Linked DNA regions of Sus scrofa: region 1 is linked to region 2. Evidence: chromatin contacts called from public Hi-C data. All regions are on one chromosome and are shown on one strand. Each heading gives the region's core, a stretch centred on a gene start, on an enhancer-like site or on the middle of the called end of the contact. The rest is flanking DNA. Distances are from core to core; before and after follow the strand shown.

The links. Hi-C and Micro-C count contacts between places; a contact is called where the count stands out from the background.
Region 1: a Hi-C map of liver shows a contact between it and region 2, with 1.8 times the contacts expected there. The contact joins two enhancer-like sites. A contact is called at or near these places in 5 of 47 Hi-C or Micro-C datasets (liver, omental adipose tissue and skeletal muscle) and 1 of 2 datasets of contacts at active chromatin or transcription factors (alveolar macrophages).

What each region holds. Positions count from the first base shown.
Region 1 is chr7:4,407,747-4,413,505 of Sscrofa11.1, reverse strand. The region is part of intron 2 of LOC102165101 (a long non-coding RNA gene); the gene reads left to right. Among named protein-coding and RNA genes, the nearest start is that of RREB1, 100 kb to the left of the region's middle. Within about 2 kb of position 4,150, at least 7 of the 83 cell types and tissues checked have an H3K27ac peak or open chromatin away from gene starts, as enhancers often do. A contact at or near this core is called in liver, where this site is marked.
Region 2 is chr7:4,317,759-4,323,101 of Sscrofa11.1, reverse strand. No RefSeq gene overlaps it. Among named protein-coding and RNA genes, the nearest start is that of RREB1, 190 kb to the left of the region's middle. Within about 2 kb of position 2,446, at least 1 of the 83 cell types and tissues checked has an H3K27ac peak or open chromatin away from gene starts, as enhancers often do. A contact at or near this core is called in liver, where this site is marked.

The DNA of each region.
Region 1 (5,759 bases), core at 2,901-5,400, 89 kb before region 2:
AAATTTTATTGTGTAAGCCGAAGCAGAAACCAGTCCATGTGAAAAGCTCCGTCCTCTGCCATACCCAGCACACTGTGGTCTTTCTAAGTGAAAAGCCACTAATGGCAGTGTAAACAAGAGATGAGGTGGTTCTTGGGGCAGGGGACTCTTTTCTTCTCAGTGCCTTATGAAATGCCGTCTGGCTGGGCTCAGACTCACTTTTCTCTCTGTATGTCAGTCTCTGAGACCTTCCAATGTGCAGAAGGAGAAGAAGCCAAAATCCTTGCTCTCAAGCTTTGGGGAGCTCTTGCTGTGGCTTAGCTGGTTGAGGACCCAGTGCTGCCTCTGTGAGGATGTGATTTCGAACCCTGGCCTTGCTCAGTGCGTTGAGGATCTGGTGTTGCCGCAGGCTGCGGTGTAGGTCACAGATGTGGCAAGGATCTGGCGATGCTGTGGCTGTGGTGTAGGCTGGCAGCTGCAGCTCTGATTTGCCCCCCTAGCCCAGGAACTTCCATCTCCCACAGGTGCGCCTCCAAAAGAAAAAAAGAAAAAAAAAAGAACAAAGAAAGAAGCTTTGGGAAGAGACAGAGGAGTCAACGGCAGTAAGGGTTGCTGCAGGCATTTGGACGTGACGTGGAGATCGAGGCTTCTCTCTCCTTTGTGGAGGAAAGGAGGCTTTGGGGAGCAGAGAGGGAGAGTTGAGCTGGATCTGGACACGGTTTCACATCCCGGGAACTGTCGGCGTTTTGGACCAGATCATTCTGAGCCATGGGGACTGTCCTGCGTTGTGGGGTGTGGAGCAGATCCTTGGCCCCTGGTCACTAGATGACAAGGATGGCAGCCGCCTCTCTCCAGGCCGTATCAATAAAGGTGCCTCCAGGAGTTCCCTGGTGGCCTAGCTGTGCAGGATTCAGTGTCGTCCCTGCTGCGGTGTAGACTCTATCCCTGGTCTGGGAACTGTTGCATGCCTCAGGCATGGCCCAAAAAACCTAACAACAGCAGCCAAAAATGACTCTAGATCTAGCCAGATGCTTCTAGTTGAGACGTAAGGAGTCAGCAGGGACATCAGAAAGGGAAAAGGCCTCCCACGCGTGGGCGTGAGGGCGGGAGGGGCCCAGGCCATTAGGACACTCTCGGGTGGTTCAAAACTGGGTGGAGCCCAGCACCTCAGAGGCTGGCAGGGAAATGGGCCTGGGCCTGAAGGTCTCACCTGCAGAGTGCCAACCATCGAGGCACATGCAACAGGGAACAGAGGGCACACTGGATGTGCCGTTAAGAATATGGATGGGAGTTCCCCTCGTGGCTCAGTGGTTAACGAATCTGACTAGTATCCATGAGGATGCAGGTTTGATCCCTGGCCTTGCTCAGTGGGTTAAGGATCTGTGTTGCTGTGGCTGTGGTGTAGGCTGGCAGCTACAACTCTGATTCCACCCCTAGCCTGGGAACCTCTGTGTGCCAAGGGTGCAGCCCTAAAAAGCAAAACAAAACAAACCAAACCCACATGGACAGTCTGGAAGCTTCCCATTGCAATTGATTAGTCTCGCTAAGTACATTCTATGCTTGAAAAATCATTATTTCAAAATGTTGCTCAGGGAGTTCCCGTTGCAGCTCAGCAGGTTAAGGACCCAATGATGTCTCGGTGAGGATGTGGGTTTGATCCCTGGCCTCGATCAGTGGCTTAAGGATCCGGTGTTGCTGTGGCTGTGGGGCAGGCTGGCAGCTGCAGCTCCGATTCCACCCCTAGCCTGGGAACCTCCATATGCCACAGGTGGGGCCATAAAAAGAAAATCAACAAACAACAACATCCCAAAATGCTGTCCCCAAAAGTTGGGTGCTCCAGGGGCAGCCCAGGGCTCTTTGTGTATGGTCGTGTTCTGGGGAGTGAGGGCTTCCTGTGTACCTGCCAGGAGCCAGCCAGGGGGGGGTCCTTAAAAGACCATAGTCATAGTGAGACAACCCCAGGTACCAAGACTGAGTCTGGGAGACCAGGGAGAAGGCCTGACACAAAGACACCATGTCCTGGGGCGGGGGGCAGGGGCGGGTGGGAGAGGTGGGGCTGGCTGGCGAGCCCTGCAGAAGGTCTACCTGGCCAGGCTTGGACAGGAGCCGGGGAGGGAAGGCGCACAGCCAGGTGAGCCTGGGCTCTCTGGGTGGGATGTCTCCTTGGCAAGTGTACAGAGCTGGGAGTGAGAAAAGAGCCAAAGCAGCACCGGGGGAGGCGGGGGGACGAAGGTGGGAAGTTAGAGTCACTTGTCAGGACTGCGGGGAGATGACTTCCCTGGAATCCGGAGCTGGGAGGACAGGACTGGGGTGACGATAAAGACTTGGGAGTGTGGGGACTTGACGCTGCGGGTGAGATGCCCAGGGGAGAGCGTGGAGGGAGGAGGAGGGGTGGAGGAGGGGGTGGAGGAGGGAGGAGGAACTCCCATGTCCTCTTTTTAAAATCTAAACTTAGAGCTCCTGGAGTTCCCGTCGTGGCACAGCGGCAACGAATCCGACTAGGAACCATGAGGTTTTGGGTTCAATCCCTGGCCTCGCTCAGTGGGTTAAGGATCTGGCATTGCCGTGAGCTGTGGTGTAGATCGAAGACGTGGCTTGGATCCCATGTTGCTGTGGCTCTGGTGTAGGTCAGCGGCTACAGCTCCGATTAGACCCTAGCCTGGGAACCCCATATGCCACAGGTGCAGCCCTAAAAGACAAAAAGATGGAAAAGAAAAAAAACCTTGGCTCTCCTGCCAATGGTTAAGAATCCAACTGCAGTGGTTCACGGCCGCTGTGGAGGCGTGGGTTTGATTCCTGGCCAGGTGCAGTGGGTTAAAGGATTCGGCAGCTCAGATTCAATCCCTGGCCCGGGAACTTTCCTATACCTCGGGTGTAGCCATAAAAAAAGAAAAGTTAAATAAAAGCTGCAATCTAAACCACTGGTGTTCCACCTAGGTAACAACAGCATGGGAGACGTTTGGGGGCTGACAACTGTGTCTTTGTTAACTTTCCTGTGTAACTCTGTCAGAAGCTCTTTAAGGCTGGGGCTCCATTTTATTTTCTTGTTTTCTCTGATTTTTTTTGGCTGCGCCTGTGGCATGCAGAAGTCCACCTGCCAGGATGGAACCCACACCATAGCAGTGACCAGGCTGGATCCTTAGCCTGCTGTGCCGCCAGGGAACCTCAGGGACTCCAGTTTGTATCCTCGCCCCGCTCTCTCTGCATTAGTTAAACCCCTAACAACTTCCCCTCCAGGGCAGTGGGATGCCTAGTGGGAGATTCTGGGCCAGGAGGAACATTTTGACCAGAGGACAAAGTTCGTGGTCCCCTCAGAAGAGTCCTCTCTCTACCCATGTCCTCCTGCCAGCACCGGGACTCACTGAATCCACATTTCTTGGGTCTGCTCGGTGATCCCAAACCCTGATTCCATGAACAGCCTGAAAGGAGACCTCATTGGCTTTACCTCTGAAAACCTGTGGTTTTACTAAAAATAAGAAATGGGAGTTCCCGTCATGGCTCAGTGGTTAACGAATCCGACTAGGATCCATGCGGTTGCAGGTTCGATCCCTGGCCTTGCTCAGTGGGTTAAGGATCTGGTGTTGCCATGAGCTGTGGTGTAGGCCAGACGAGGCTCGGATCTGGTGTTGCTGGGACTCTGGCGTAGGCCAGCAGCTACAGATTTGATTAGACCCCAGATTAGCCTGGGAATCTTCATATGCTGCAGGTGCAGCTTAGAAAAGACAAAGAGACAAAAAGACAAAGAAAAAAAAAAAGAAATGGGTGAACACTTTTTTGTTGTTATTGTTTAAATAAATCGACACAAAAGCAACAAATAAAAATAAGCTGGATGTTGAAGCAGCATGTTGAAAATAAAGCACCAGGCTATTGCTTATTTGGGGAAAAATATTAAAATCCATGAATCCCATTGTAATTGGCGATCAGCACCAGGAAGCCTGGTTCGAGGCCTTCCATAGCGAAGCTGCTGGAAGGATGGCTGAGGGGTGTTGGAAAATGTTTTCTCTCCTGCTGGGCTTATCTGCCAGGAAAGGAGCTGCTTATCACGGAGGTGGATGTTTTTACCAGGCAGCCTCTGAACTTTAACCCACTGTTGCAACCGGGGTCACCGCCGAAGGGGCAGGAGCCAGGCCCCTGTGCGGATCATGTGACCAGGAGCCTGGTGTCAGCCTGGTGCTCTGACCTGCGGGCTGGGGAGAGGTGTCAGCGCCTGGTGGTGGGCCCTGGCTCGTGGACACAGGGTATGCTGCAGTGGGAAGCGGCGACTCCTGGGAGAGGCAAATGTGGTCCAGAGGGAGCAGGCTTTGTCATCAGGGCTTTCCTGGGGTGGAGGTGGTGGCACTCACCCTTGAACGGACCCATCCGGCTCCCCATTCTGGGTTGCATGCCCTACAGTCTTTGCCCAGTTGCTGGGCCCTGGCTGATTTTGCTCCTTGTCCAATTTGTCCTTTCATAGTGGCATGAACCAGGAGGTGCCGTCAGCCTGCGCCCAGGCGTGTTCGGCTCACAGAAGCTGCTGGAGTTCCAGTCTCCCAGCCCAGGCCTCTGTTTCAGGGCTGTGCCTCCCAACCGGGGCTGGCTTGGCCCCCCTCTCTCTTCGCCCTCCCCCTGCCATGAGAGTCCATCCCCCACTGCCAACAGCTCAGCGTGGAGAGTGGCTTTCTTGGAACAAGAAAGGGGGTTCCAAACCTCGCTGGGGGCGGGGGTATCAGAGCTGAGCGGATGGGTGTGTCCGTTCTGTGTCTCCAAAGCGGTCTCAGCCCCGCGGCACATGGCCAGAGATCGGATCCCAGCTGCAGTTGCCACCTGAGCTGGGGCAACGCCAGATCCTTAATGCGCTGTGCCAGGCCGGGATGGAACCCGCCTCCCAGAGCTCCCAAGACACCACTGATCTCCTTGCACCACAGGGGGAGTTCCCTGGCATGACATTTTTGGGTGTAGAGACATCTGAAGAAGCGGGAGGGTAAACTCCCATTCAGCATAATGTAATTTTCAATCCGAGCCCCGGAGCTCTCATCGCCTCTGTGCCAAGTGGTCAAGCTGACGGTTTCCACGACCTCAAGGGCACGTAGCTTTTTCACTTTAATTCGATCTTTGGTGGGAGGCACACGGGGGCAGAAAGAAAGATGCCCCACACCTGGCTTTTCCACTTTGTTCTGGGACAGGTGCAGGGGTGAAGCAAGCCTGGGGCGGGGGCGGAGCAAGCGGAGGGGCCGGGGCCCGTGCTCCGGGAGCCCCAGGGAGCTAAGCTCAGAAACAGCTTCTGCAGGTGCTTTGCCATCCAGGAGCCTTTCGTCCTTCCTTGCTTGTGCCAGTGAGCTTTCCAGAAACCTTTGCTCCACAGCGCCCACGCTCCCTTGCGTGGGTGCTGGCGTGATTGGGAAAAGGCGGGTAAAGCCTCGGAGATGCTGAAGGCAGAGGGGCCTCGGGGCACCCTCGGCCCAGCGCGGGAGCCCGCCCGCTGCGGGAGCCCTGGAGACCCGTGGCTGCCACACAGGCAGTGAGTCAGCATCCAACCTCCTGCAGGCCCTGCGAACCCGCCAGGATGCTCACCCCCTCGGGTTAATATGCACCGTCCAGGCGGGCCCAGGCAGAACCAGGAAGGGAGGCGTGGTGTCCCCTTCTCCCGGGCCCAGCCATTCGCCCAGTGTATCCCTCCTGAAGCTCATTTTCTCTCTCCCTACTGCCCAGGTGTTTAAGCGAAACACTGCAGCTGGCTTGCCGCCCCACCCCCCCCGCCGCCCCCGGGAGGGGGGCAAGTGTGTTTGTGATTTTTTTCAGAG
Region 2 (5,343 bases), core at 1,197-3,696:
CAGGTGTCTGGGAAGGTGGCCACAAGCTCCCTGGCTCCTTTCTCGAATTGGCCCCCCGTGTGCCCTCCGGCCCTTCACGGAGCACGTGGCCGCCCCTGGCCTGACTCACCGCTCATCCTCTTTCACGGGACGATTGAACCATCCTGCCCGCTGCCGCCCTGTCTCCTCTTGGGCTCCCGCAGTCCGTTCTCTGGTCTTTCTACCCCTGATTCAGCCCCAAGGCCCAGGGGCCACGTCCTCCAGAATTGCCCCAGGCGCACCCGGTTCCCGGGCAGTGGGTCCCTGTCCCCTGGAGCTGCTCCTGTGCTGCTTGCTCTTCCTGGAAGGACCCTTCTCTCTGCTCCTCCCCTGGCCCGTTCTGACTCATCCCACAGTTCTCAGCAAAGCCTCGACCTCCCAAGACTGGGCTGGGAGGCCCCGCGCCTCCGTGGCTCCTCGGGCTTCTTCCTGTACAGGATAGAACGAGTTACAGTGAGATTGCATATTCACTCATTCATTTGTTCGTTCGTTCATTCTCTACATCACCACTCGTCTAGGAGCTCTGGATAAAAAAGGAAGCTCCATGGCTCCTGCTCCTCTCAGAGGCTTACTCGCTAGTGGACGAGATAGAAATGAAATGAGATTCAGAAGTAGGATGGAGGCTGATGAGGAGGAGGATGAGGAGAGCAATAAATCGGGGTGGACGATTTGAAATACTCTGAGTGTGACATTTGAGACAGGGTGGCCAGAGGTATCCTTGCTGAGAAGGTGAGGTTTTTCTGGTGTGTTTGTTTTGTCTTTTTGTCTCTTTAGGGCTACACCGGCAGCATATGGAGGTTCCCAGGCTAGGGGTCGAATTGGAGCTGCAGCCGCCGGCCTACACCATAGCCACAGCAACGCAGGATCCTTAACCCACTGAGTGAGGCCAGGGATCGAACCCGCAACCTCATGGTTCCTAGTGGATTTGTTTCCTCTGCCACGACGGGAACTCCAGAAGGTGGTTTTTGAGGAAAGACTCATTTTGGTCTTTTTTGCCGCCCCACAGCAGATGGAGTTTCCGGGCCAGGGATCAGATCCAAGCTGCCGTTGGATCTGTGGCAATGCCGTATGCTTTAACCTGGCCGGGGGATTGAACCTGTGTCCTGATGCTGCAGACACGCCGCCAACCCCGTTGTGCCCCAGTGGGAACCTCTTGAGTAAAGGGTTGAGGGCAGGGAGCCATGTGAATATCTGGGAAAACATTTGAGATAAAGGAGGGAGAGACCCAGGACGGAGGCAGGGGCACAGCCTGCTGGCCGCCTGGCTGGAGGGGGGGAAGGAGGAGCGGGGAGGTGGGCAGCGGGCGTGGAGGGCTCTGGGGGCCGCAGAAGGACCTTGGCCTTTACTCTGGGGGCAGTGGGGGCCACCCGGAGTGCTGGGCAGGGGGCAGCATGACCTGACTGGAGTTCGAGACTCATCCCGGCTGTGACGTTACTACTCCCCAGTCCGCAGACAAGCTCGCTGGGTCTTTCTGACCTGTATTCTCAGGACAGGGCTTTCTGGGTGGCAGAGGACCTCAGGGCATGTGTTGTGAATGAACGAGGAATGAATGAATGTGGAATGAATGTGGAATGAATGAGTGGATTCGTAAATGAAAGCCATCTCCCAGCGACTGGCTTCTGGCTCCTTGCTCCTCCGGGCTCTGGGAGTCTTCTTGATGTCAAAGGGAAGCTCTGGTAGCAGGTGCTGCCAGCACCCAAGTTCCTGGGGCGCTTGGCTGCCTGCTTGGGTGTTGCTATGGCAGCAACACACATCCAAACCAGTTTTCCTTGTTGCCACCGAGAGCGCTGCTTCACAGATCCTTGTGACCCAGAGGGAGGATTTCAGGGTGTATTACACAGCGTTGACCTTGGCCCTGCCCTGTGGCACATTCTGCTCCGTGACACTGATGAGGCCACAGAGTTACCACCAGCTGCAGCTGCAGGTGGGAGTGATGGGTGATTTGTTGATGGACAGACTCAGGATTTAAAACCATCTTTGTAGTTTCCAGCCTAGAGATCCTATCCATAAGAGAGGGTGAAATAGGGAGCCATGGAAGGTTCTGTGTCAAAGCCAAAAATCAACTGCAAGAAAGGAAATTAGGGATGTGCAGCTTTAGTTGGTGGTAAGCGCTATCTGAGATGGACTGTGGAACAGTTGTCAAAAGCCCTAAAGCAATCTGAGAAGCCGTTCTAGCCGTGTATTCATAGATGCCCATTACCTGACCGGGTAGGGCCACGCCTAGGACCTCAGATCCAGTCCTGGCTAGCACCTGGGAGGCGATGGAGTGCACGGTTGGTGCTTGGAGGAGTCTGGGGTGGGGCTTGGTAGTGCTCTTCAAATATCTGAATTATTAGGGCAGGCGCCCTTGGGTTTGAGGGTTATTCTGAATGACCTTAAGGTATTGCAACACGGCCCATTGGATATCAGCTCAACATGGGAACACAGTCCAGACAGCAGATGGGTTGGCCCAGACCTCTCATGCCTTGGGCAGGGGGTGGGAGTGGAAGAGCCAATGGGCAGGAAGAATTAAGCATCCGATAACACTTTTACTAGGTAATTCAAACAAGCAAAAAACAAGCCTTTCTTCCTGGGGTTGCCCGCATTTGTGCTTCTCTATTACTAGAATGGTAGAATCTAGTGGGAGAATCTGCTAGTTATTTAATATCCGTTTTTGCTTTTTCCTTGGTAACAGAACACAGTATTTTTGACACGTGTTTCCAGAAGAAGGGCTACTTTTTTACAACCTTCCTTGGAACTAGGCATGGCCAGGGGGTGCCCGTGTGGGTTGTGGCCAGTGGACTAAAAGCAAACGTATCATGTTCAAATTCTGGGAATTAGTAGTAAAGAGAGAGTATATACTCTTATTTCCTCTTCCTCCTTTCTGTAGACTGGAATGTGGATGTGGTGGCTGGAGCTCAAGTAGCCATTTTGGGCCATGAGGTGGAAGTTCTGTGTTGATAAGATGCCTGCGTTCCTGGTAACTGGCTGTTACTGCAATCCCCAAATGCTATGTCTATTCTTTATTTATGTAAAGGACACACAAAGGAACAGCACTGAAATGAAGGACATGGATTCTCCCATTGGATTGCTTTGCTTCAAATTCCAGCGCCACTACTTGCTAGCTCTGTGCACTTGGACATGTTTCTTAACCTCTCTGTGCCTGTTTCTAAATTTATAAGCTAGGAATAATGATAGTAACCATGTAATTTTTTTTCTTTCTTTCTTTTTTTTTTTTTTGGTATTTTTCATTTCTTGGCCACTCCTGCGGCATATGGAGGTTCCCAGGCTAGGGGTCGAATCGAGCTGTAGCTGCTGGCCTACACCAGAGCCACAGCAACTCGGGATCTGAGCCGCGTCTGCAACCTACACCACAGCTCACGGCAACGCCGGATCGTTAACCCACTGAGCAAGGGCAGGGACCAAACCCGCAACCTCATGGTTCCTAGTCGGATATGTTAACCACTGCGCCACGACGGGAACTCCTAACCATGCAATTTTTGAAGTGGGTTGAGAGAATACATTTGGAAATATGGGACAGTGATTGACACACAGAAATATTTGATACACGTTTGCTGTCGTCATTACATAGACATGGGCCACATCTTTTTTTGCTCATCCTTCGCCCCTCCGCACACTTAGACACTACGAGTGGTGCTGGGTCCCTTTCCCCTCTCTGCACGCTCATTTGATGACTTCCATTAACATTCCAGAAAGACGAAAAGCAGCAGCATAAGAACAGTTGAAATGCAGTTTATGTTTACACGTTCAAGATTTTTTCTTAAGACATTCTGCCTTAGGCATGGGGTTGAGGAATTGTTTCTAGAAGAGTGCATCGTTGGGATTTGCCGTGTGTTCTGAGTCCCTTCACTGTCCTGGGTATTACGTTTTAGACTGTCTGTGGATATGGATTTCAGAGTGATGAGTAGTACCTGGCACCTCCAGGAAGAGTCCACCTCTCTGCCGGAGGTGTCTTCCCAAGTTTCTTAAGCTGAGATGCTCCCAGCTTAGAGGGGAAGGCAGACGTACTTCCCGTAGTCTCCGGACATGCCTCTTCTTATGTCTGGCTCCCTGGGCCGTGGGTGTCAGGAGGTGAGTAAGAGTTTGCCAGGAAGCAAAGGAGGATCGGCACTTCTGGGAATTTACCCCCGGGGGCCTGCCCGTGCGTGGAAGGACGTGAGCACGGTTGTTCTCGGAGCACCGCTTGCCAGAGCGGAAGTCTGGACCCGTGTGTCCATCTGCAGAGGGCTAGGTAATTGACAGACACCCCGAAGTGGAATACTACACAGCTGGAAAAAGAAGGGGCTGCGGTCAGGGCTCTGAGAGGACAGGCTTTCCAGAACATACTGTGATGCAAACTAAGCAAGGAGCAGTAAGCATCTAGAGCGGGCTGTGTTTTGTGCAAGGAAGGTTGCAGGGGATAGAATATATATCCATATTGCCCGATATCTGCCGGAAGCCCCGCCACATAAACAAGGAACGGATGGACATGATCTGGAGGTGGGGGGGGGGGGAGGAAGAGCCAGCGGGGGAGCCCGACTTCCTCATCGCTCTTGCCGTGTTGATTTTCTCGCCGTGCAAATGTGCTGTCTGCTCCAGGCAGTAAAATGAACTGGAATGAGAAAAGAGAAGGACAGTCCCGGCCGAGAGCACCATGTGCACCCGGAGACCTGGAGCAGCAACAACCGGGGAACAGAGCCCCCCAAAACTGCATCTGATGTCCCTCTGGCCAGGCTTCCAGAACTGTTGGCAGGTCTCTGTGATTTCTGGACACCTCCGGGAATCTAAATTCCTTGGAAGTGTGGGGCCTTGTCAGCCTCGTTCACCACCACACACAAACTAACGCTGGTTGGCGGATAGTAAGGCCTGAGATGCGCGCCAGCATCTTCTGAAGGAAAAGCCCCTTCTCCTTCCAGAAGCTTGTCCTGCTTCTCGGCAGGGGGCCTGTGCTCTTCCTTTCTTCAGTTTGCCGGACCAGGAATCATTCCTTCTCTCTTCAGGGAAACAAAAAGCGATGGCTGACTGGTCACAGAGGAATTATATCCTTAAACAGAAACCATAGCTGGACTTCCCTGGGGATGCAGCGGGTTAAGGGTTTGGTGTTGTCACTGCTGCGGCTCAGGTCACTGATGTGGTGTGGGCAGTGGGAACTTTTGCAGGGTGTGAGTGTGGCCAAAAACAAACAAACAAACAAACAAACAAACAAAAAAACGAGAGAGAGGGAAAGAGAGAGAGAGAGAGAGAGGGAGAAAACCATAGCTGTGAATAATATAATTAGATGTGAATGTGAATTTACATGCATCATACATAAGAATGTAGGTAAGCTTATTCTTACACATATGGACA